Linked DNA regions of Mus musculus: region 1 is linked to region 2. A link is a contact called in public ChIA-PET data. All regions are on one chromosome and are shown on one strand. Each heading gives the region's core, a stretch centred on a gene start, on an enhancer-like site or on the middle of the called end of the contact. The rest is flanking DNA. Distances are from core to core; before and after follow the strand shown. Region 1 has its middle 66 kb from the start of Vps54. Region 2 holds the start of Sertad2 (SERTA domain containing 2).

What was found. ChIA-PET counts read pairs in DNA pulled down with a chosen protein or histone mark.
Region 1: a contact with region 2 is called in an RNA polymerase II ChIA-PET map of memory CD8 T cells, with 113 read pairs. The contact joins the enhancer-like site here to the promoter of Sertad2 in region 2. A contact is called at or near these places in 6 of 484 Hi-C or Micro-C datasets (the Ba/F3 cell line, CD4 T cells, the G1E-ER4 cell line and 3 more) and 4 of 115 datasets of contacts at active chromatin or transcription factors (effector CD8 T cells, large pre-B cells, memory CD8 T cells and 1 more).

What each region holds. Positions count from the first base shown.
Region 1 is chr11:21,171,210-21,174,404 of GRCm38.p6, forward strand. No RefSeq gene overlaps it. Among named protein-coding and RNA genes, the nearest start is that of Vps54, 66 kb to the right of the region's middle. Within about 2 kb of position 1,277, at least 40 of the 459 cell types and tissues checked have an H3K27ac peak or open chromatin away from gene starts, as enhancers often do. A contact at or near this core is called in the G1E-ER4 cell line, effector CD8 T cells and memory CD8 T cells, where this site is marked.
Region 2 is chr11:20,630,228-20,633,316 of GRCm38.p6, forward strand. It overlaps Sertad2 (SERTA domain containing 2), which reads left to right and starts at 1,750. Exons shown (of 2, transcript NM_001038625.1): 1 at 1,750-2,046.

The DNA of each region.
Region 1 (3,195 bases), core at 27-2,526, 540 kb after region 2:
ATAGGGTGAAGAAGGCAGCCATCTTGGAGGTTAATGATCTTTATTGTCCATTCATAGCCATGTCCTATCAGTCTGCCTGAGGAAACTGCCTGGTCTCTCAACAGGGCAGAGAGAGAAGCTGTGCTCTTTCTGATGCCCTTGACCAGGGAGCCTTCTGAGCCTCCTCCACCTCCCTTCACTTGGCTTCCAAAGAAGCAGGACTAGAGATGGAAGGAGACTTTATGACTTTCTAAGTTCCTAGAATATGGCCAGCACTGCATTAGCGTTAAAAGCATAGAGCAATAACAATCTCATGTTTTATTTTATTTATTATAAAAAAATAAGAAAGATGATAAAGCTAGTGATAAGTTACTTTTCTGCCAGCAAAGTGAGCCAATTCAAGACAGATTAGATATTAAATGCAGGTTTATTGGGAAGCTGATCTTGGGTGAATTCACTGCCCCAAGGACCAAAGCCAGGGAAGTCACCATGGGGAGAAAGAAGGAGAGAGCAGGGAGACCAAAATGTCTGGATTATATATAGGGAAGAGACTCTGTCTGGTGGAAGAGCAGCCCAGGCACTGGGCTAGAAGTTCAGGGCTGGGGGCAGGGTATGCCAGGTAGGGACTGAGGGATGCTGGGAGAACCTGGAGACCAGGTCTGCTTTGATGTGTAAACTATGCCTATCCTGAGGTCTGAAACCAAACAGCTAGTAGAGAAACATGTGCGTGTATATGGGACTTTGAGGTGGGAACTTTGTTAACAGTATTCAAAAAGTACAAGCTACAGATTAATAGCTTGACAGGTTTGGCTGCAGCAATAATAAGATTGCCGGTGTATGAATACTGTCACAAACTTGGGCAGAGGACAGCTGGGAAGGGATACTTGTAATGCCTCAACCCAACAAGGAGCTAAAACCCAGCTTGCAAAGGAGCTCTGGTAAGTCAGACAAGGCACACGACAGAAATGCTGTCGAAGGTCTAAGTGGCTAGTTCTCAGAAGCATTAACCTAAATGCTTAAGAGTCAAGAGAAGTTCAGAGTCACCGTAATCAAGAAAAGCAGTTAAAGAATCCTAGATACTACTTAATGCCCTTTGATTTGTAAAAACGGGGAAGCTGGAAAAGCATGATAGTCTTAGAAAACATGTAAAAACCAAGAGCCCATGCTCACTGCTGTTAGGAGTGTACACGCGCACCTATTCTAAAGAGTTTTCTGGCTGCATGTGTGTGTGGGTGTACCTGTGACTCAGAAATCCCCTCTGCACAGGGCCATGAGGAGGTGGGCAGGAGTATGAGTATCACAGGGCTGCTGTCTGTGGTACAGGGTGGTTAGAGGCAGTCTGTGTCAGTTGGAGATAAGGTAATTGTACATAGATGTCATGGTAAACTTCTACAGCAGTTAGAGGACAAGAGGTAGACAAGCATAAGTGAACATAGAAAGGGCTGTACACACACACACACACACACACACACACACACACACACACACACACACGTGCGCGCGCCTGAGCATACACACAAAGAAACAGGGCCAAGAGTGGTAGCTTACATTTAGAATCTTAGCACTCAGGAGTCTGAGGACTCTAAGTTTGAAGACAGCATGGACTACTTAGTAACAAGTCAGCCTGGCCTCTGAGTAAGACATTATCTCAAATAAACAATCAATACATAAATAAATAAGAAATAGAATGGGAGCTATTGAACAGTATAGAATTTTAATATCTATACTTATAAAAAACATTTTATATTTTGTTAAAAACACAAACTCAGGGACGGTACTTGGGCTATTGTTACACAAGCCTGAGGACATTCCCAAAACTTATGTTAAATGACTAAGCCAGCTCAGTCAGTCAACAGGTTCTCCAGGGCAGGAGCAAGGATTAAAAAGAAAAAAAAAAAGACAATTAGACAACACTGTTGCCTGACCCCAGCCAGTGCTGAGGCTGAAGCGGGTTTATTTTTTCCCAGTCTGCTTTTATACCATTTTAATTTCATGCAAGTGATAAGGTCAGTGGTAGGTCAAGGGAACAAGGAAGACAATAAACACAAATAGTCAAGGAACAAGCAAGGCAATAAACAAGGTCCCTTGATCACTGTTTCTAGGAGCTTATCAGGATGACCAAGATATCTGAGCCCACTTCCCTGTCCTGGCCCAAAGTCACATTCCTGCCAAGTTTCTAGCCCCCAAAGCTCTCCACAGTTAAAAGCTGGGCAAGGTGGCACACACTTAAAATTCCAGTACTGGTGAGATAGCAACAGATCTCTGGGACTCAGCTACAGTGAGCTTAACCTAACAGGTGAGCGCCAAGTCACAGGTGAGAGACCCTATTTCCAAAACAAGGAAGGGCTCCTCAAGTTGTACTCTGACCTTCACATGCATATACATATGTATGTATGTGCACACATAGACATAAATACACATAGATTCAGGGGAACATCTGCACTTAAGCATATTTAAGTGTACATAAGTACATTCAAATGCTGACTATGGAGTCAGCCTTGATGTTTTGAAATGCTGCTTCTGCTGAAGATAAAAGATAAAGCAAAATAAGATAGAGAAAAAAAAAAACCAAACCCTGGGTCAGGGAGGTCATGTGACATGATCCTCAAGAAGTGAGGAGGGGTAAGTCAAGTCTAGTACTCAGTCCAAAAGAACTGGAGAAATAGATCGATCGATCTATCTATCTAGCCCCATCTATCTCTCTTGACATTTATCCACATGGATGGGATGTGTGGGCTATGCTTTGAGGCAATCAATGTAAAAGCTTTAAGAGTGGGATCTAAGCCTCATCCAAGCCTAGTCCTTCTATGTTTCAGAGATGCTTGAACAAAGCACACATCCACAGGATGCTGAGAGTGGAAATACAAGAACTGTTGGACAACTCCTGTAAACCAAAGCTCACATGTAAAGAACTAGAAATGCAGTGGGAACTAGAAATGCAGGGTAGGGGTGACTCGGGGACTGACGGACTGGGTGGGGGCGCTGTGCTGTTTCACACCAGCAAGACAAGCTTGGTTATTTATATCAAGCAAAGAGTCAAGTTATTTAAAATAATATTAATTATGAAAAAAGGGCTACAGAAGACCCGCAGATAGGTCCAAGGATTCTGCGGAGGTCATTAGTTGGTAGTGGTACGCTACCTGCTATTGTCAGGCAACAGAGAATGCCTGCCGGTATATATGGTCTCCAGATCGGCTTGTTTTCTTAAGTGGACTG
Region 2 (3,089 bases), core at 500-2,999:
GACATCACAGGAAGATTATTGTAGCTACTATTTCAATGGCGGTTTCTTAAAGTGAGCACTCAAAGTCTAAGTGAGTGGGTAATTAGAGCCAGGAGGGGTTAGTGCTGTCTCCAAATGCAGAACTCTAGAAATGAAAACCATCTTGGCTCTCCAGCAAAATGTGTGAAAGTTTATGCCACTGAGCAAGACCTCATACTCTATGCGATGCCATTTTGTGCTATTATAATGACTTGCCAGAGAGATATACAATTAGCTGATATTGGTTATACCTCATGAAACATGTATATGAGATTTTGATAATGCCAAGGATTTGCTAAAAACAAACAGCAACAACAACAAAAACCTTTTTACTTCTCTAATTAATAAAACCTGACATTGTCTCCTTTACCGTTTAGCACACATCATAATAATAATTATTATAATTATTAGAGACACATTCTCACTATTTAGTCCTGGCTGGCCTACAACTGCCTATGTAGACCAGGCTGACCTTGAACTAAGAGAGATCTGCCTGCCTCTTCCTACCTAGTGTAGGGGTCCTACAACTGGTGATGGCTCATATTTAATTTTGATAGGATCATCAACTCGATTGATAACAAATCATTACAGAACAGTTTGAGTTGGAATAAATTTGTCTTGATGTTTAAGACCTTTATGTTAGGTCTTAAAGCTTTATTGTCCTTAAATACAACTAGTGTCATGGACCATTAAACAGCAAAGTGGTCTGAAGAGAAATTATTGATTGGAGTGGCAGCCAAAATTTTAAAGTGCCTGAATTTCTTTTGTAATATCTTTATGTAGAATGCATATGCCATTTTAAAGGTAATGATAAATGTTCCTGTTGAGCTGTCCCTGGCCTCTTAGTTCTCTTAAATTCGAACCACTTAGGCACATGCTAATACTAAGGACAATATAAAGCTCCTTGCTAAGTTTGAGTAGTTAAAAACATTAAGGATTTTTTGTTGTTTTGGGGTTTTTTGTTTTTTGTTTTTTAAATGGGAAAGATAAGGCTATCAGCGTGAAACTTGTGGGCAGAGGACCACGCCTCCAGTTCCCTGTGTTCTCCAAGCGTGGTCTCCCTCTGGTTGGCTGCATGGTCTCCATAAAGGATGCAACTCTGGTATGTCCGACCGACTCCAAAGGTACTAGTTGGTGACTCATTTCAACTTCTGTCGTCAGCTCCACACGGAGCCCTTGGCCCCTCCCCCCATTCCCATATCTCCGAGGGCCATTGGTGGACCCTATCCTCCCGCCAGCCGGCCCAAGTGGCCAAATAGCTCGGATGCCTGTCATATTTGTGGTCGCGCTCCTCTGCGGACTGTGCCAGCGCTGCCGTCTTTGTCATCACCCACTCTGTCATGTCTGTTTTCCAGTATGTGGGGGCCATTAGTGGTAGTAGTGGCGGTCCGGCTTGGGCGCTCCCATTTCTACCTCTCCTATTTAGCTTTCAGTCCACAGAAGAGGCTGCATAAGCTTGGTGTCTGTCCGCCGCTTCCTGAGAGTTCACCCTGAGGGAATCTGCATTTATGGCACTTGGGCGGGCCCGGGGCGGGCCCTGCGAAGCTGAGGCGGGTCCGGACCGGCTGGAGGCGGGGCCTACGGAGATCTGGACCTGAAGGCACGGGTGGGCGGGACCTATAGTAGGAGGTGGGAGGGGCAGGGTGGGGCCTATACTGCAGGGGCGGGGCTGGTGGGGCGGGGCCCGGCCAGGCAGGGGGTGGGGCCTACGGGGCCTGGCCGGAGCTCGCCAGAGGCTCGCAGGCGGACGTCACTCCCGCACGGCGAGTGCTGGAGCACGAGCTGTACCTCTCTCGGCCCGGGCGTCCACTCCGCCCGCCTCCTGCTTCCTCCAGGCTGCCCGCCGCCTCCACCATTGTATAATGTTCCCGACTCGCAAGCAGAGGACGCCGGAGTCGTAGCTCCGGCCTCGCCGAGCTCCCTGCTACCGTCGGCCCCGCGGCGGGGGCGCCCCGCATGGAGCGGGCATAGCTTGAGGGGTGGGCGGAAACCCCTCCGATGCGTTAGCTCCTGGTGGACCTGCTTGTGGTGAGTTCCGGGCCGAGCTGGAGGCTCCCCGGGGTTGGGCTCCGGCGGGCGAGGGGCGGTGCTGGGCTGGGCCAGGCGGGAGCCCAAGGCAGCGGAGGCCGGACCGGGCAGGTTGGGGAGCACCCGCTGGCCGCCTGGAGACCCCGACTGTCACGACCTGGGGCGGGGTCCGGGCGGCAGGGGCCCGGAGCTTTTGCCGTCACAGCTGGTGTGTGTGTGTGTGTGTGAGTGTGTGTGTGTGTGTGTGTGCGCGCGCGCGCGCGCTCGCTGTGGTGGCTCTGGTGCTGAGAACGTGCGAGACTTTTTTTTTTTTTTAAAGATTCCGGTTGCTGGCAGGGAGGCTGCTTCACTTTTGAGTTCCGTGTCTGGGTTTGCATCCAACTTGCTATATTGTGTTTCGAGAGTTTCCCGGTGGTTTTGCGTTAAAACAGTTCTCTTCACCCTCTTTTCTTCCGTGCCCAAGTGAATTGATTTTGGATCCAAATGTTTATTAAACTTAATGCCTTCCTGGTTTTTAAATTAGAAATCTACAAGTCATCTTGGTGTTAACCGCCTATGACGGGGCAGAGGGGGGGCGGTGCTGAGGGGAGCCAGCTGTCCCGACGCGTAGACTTTGTACCATTGACACTGGGCACTTCAGAGGACCATTGCGTCGAGAGAAAGTACTGAATTGTTCATATTTTTCTTAACTATAAATTGTCTTAGCTTTAGCCGGAATGGTAGCAAATCAGTAGAGTTGAAAATTGAATTGTAAGTTTCGCAAAGCAGTGAGACTGTTTTAGAATAACTTTTTGCTCGCATCTAGGTAGTTTCAGGAGTAGAAAGTCGGTTTTGCAGGCACTGAGTGGAGGGCAGTCAGCAGGGACAGACTCAGAAACGGCAGATTTTATTTAAGTAGAATCAGTCAAACCCTAGCTGGCTTTCAGGAACAGTCGTTGTTTTCAAGCTTTGTTCTTGAAACGTGCTTTTGAATTCCTAGTATTTGTTAAGAAGTGTTCAGAACCTATGGAAAAGGGCCTGGAGGTTGTAGTCACCAGTAGGAT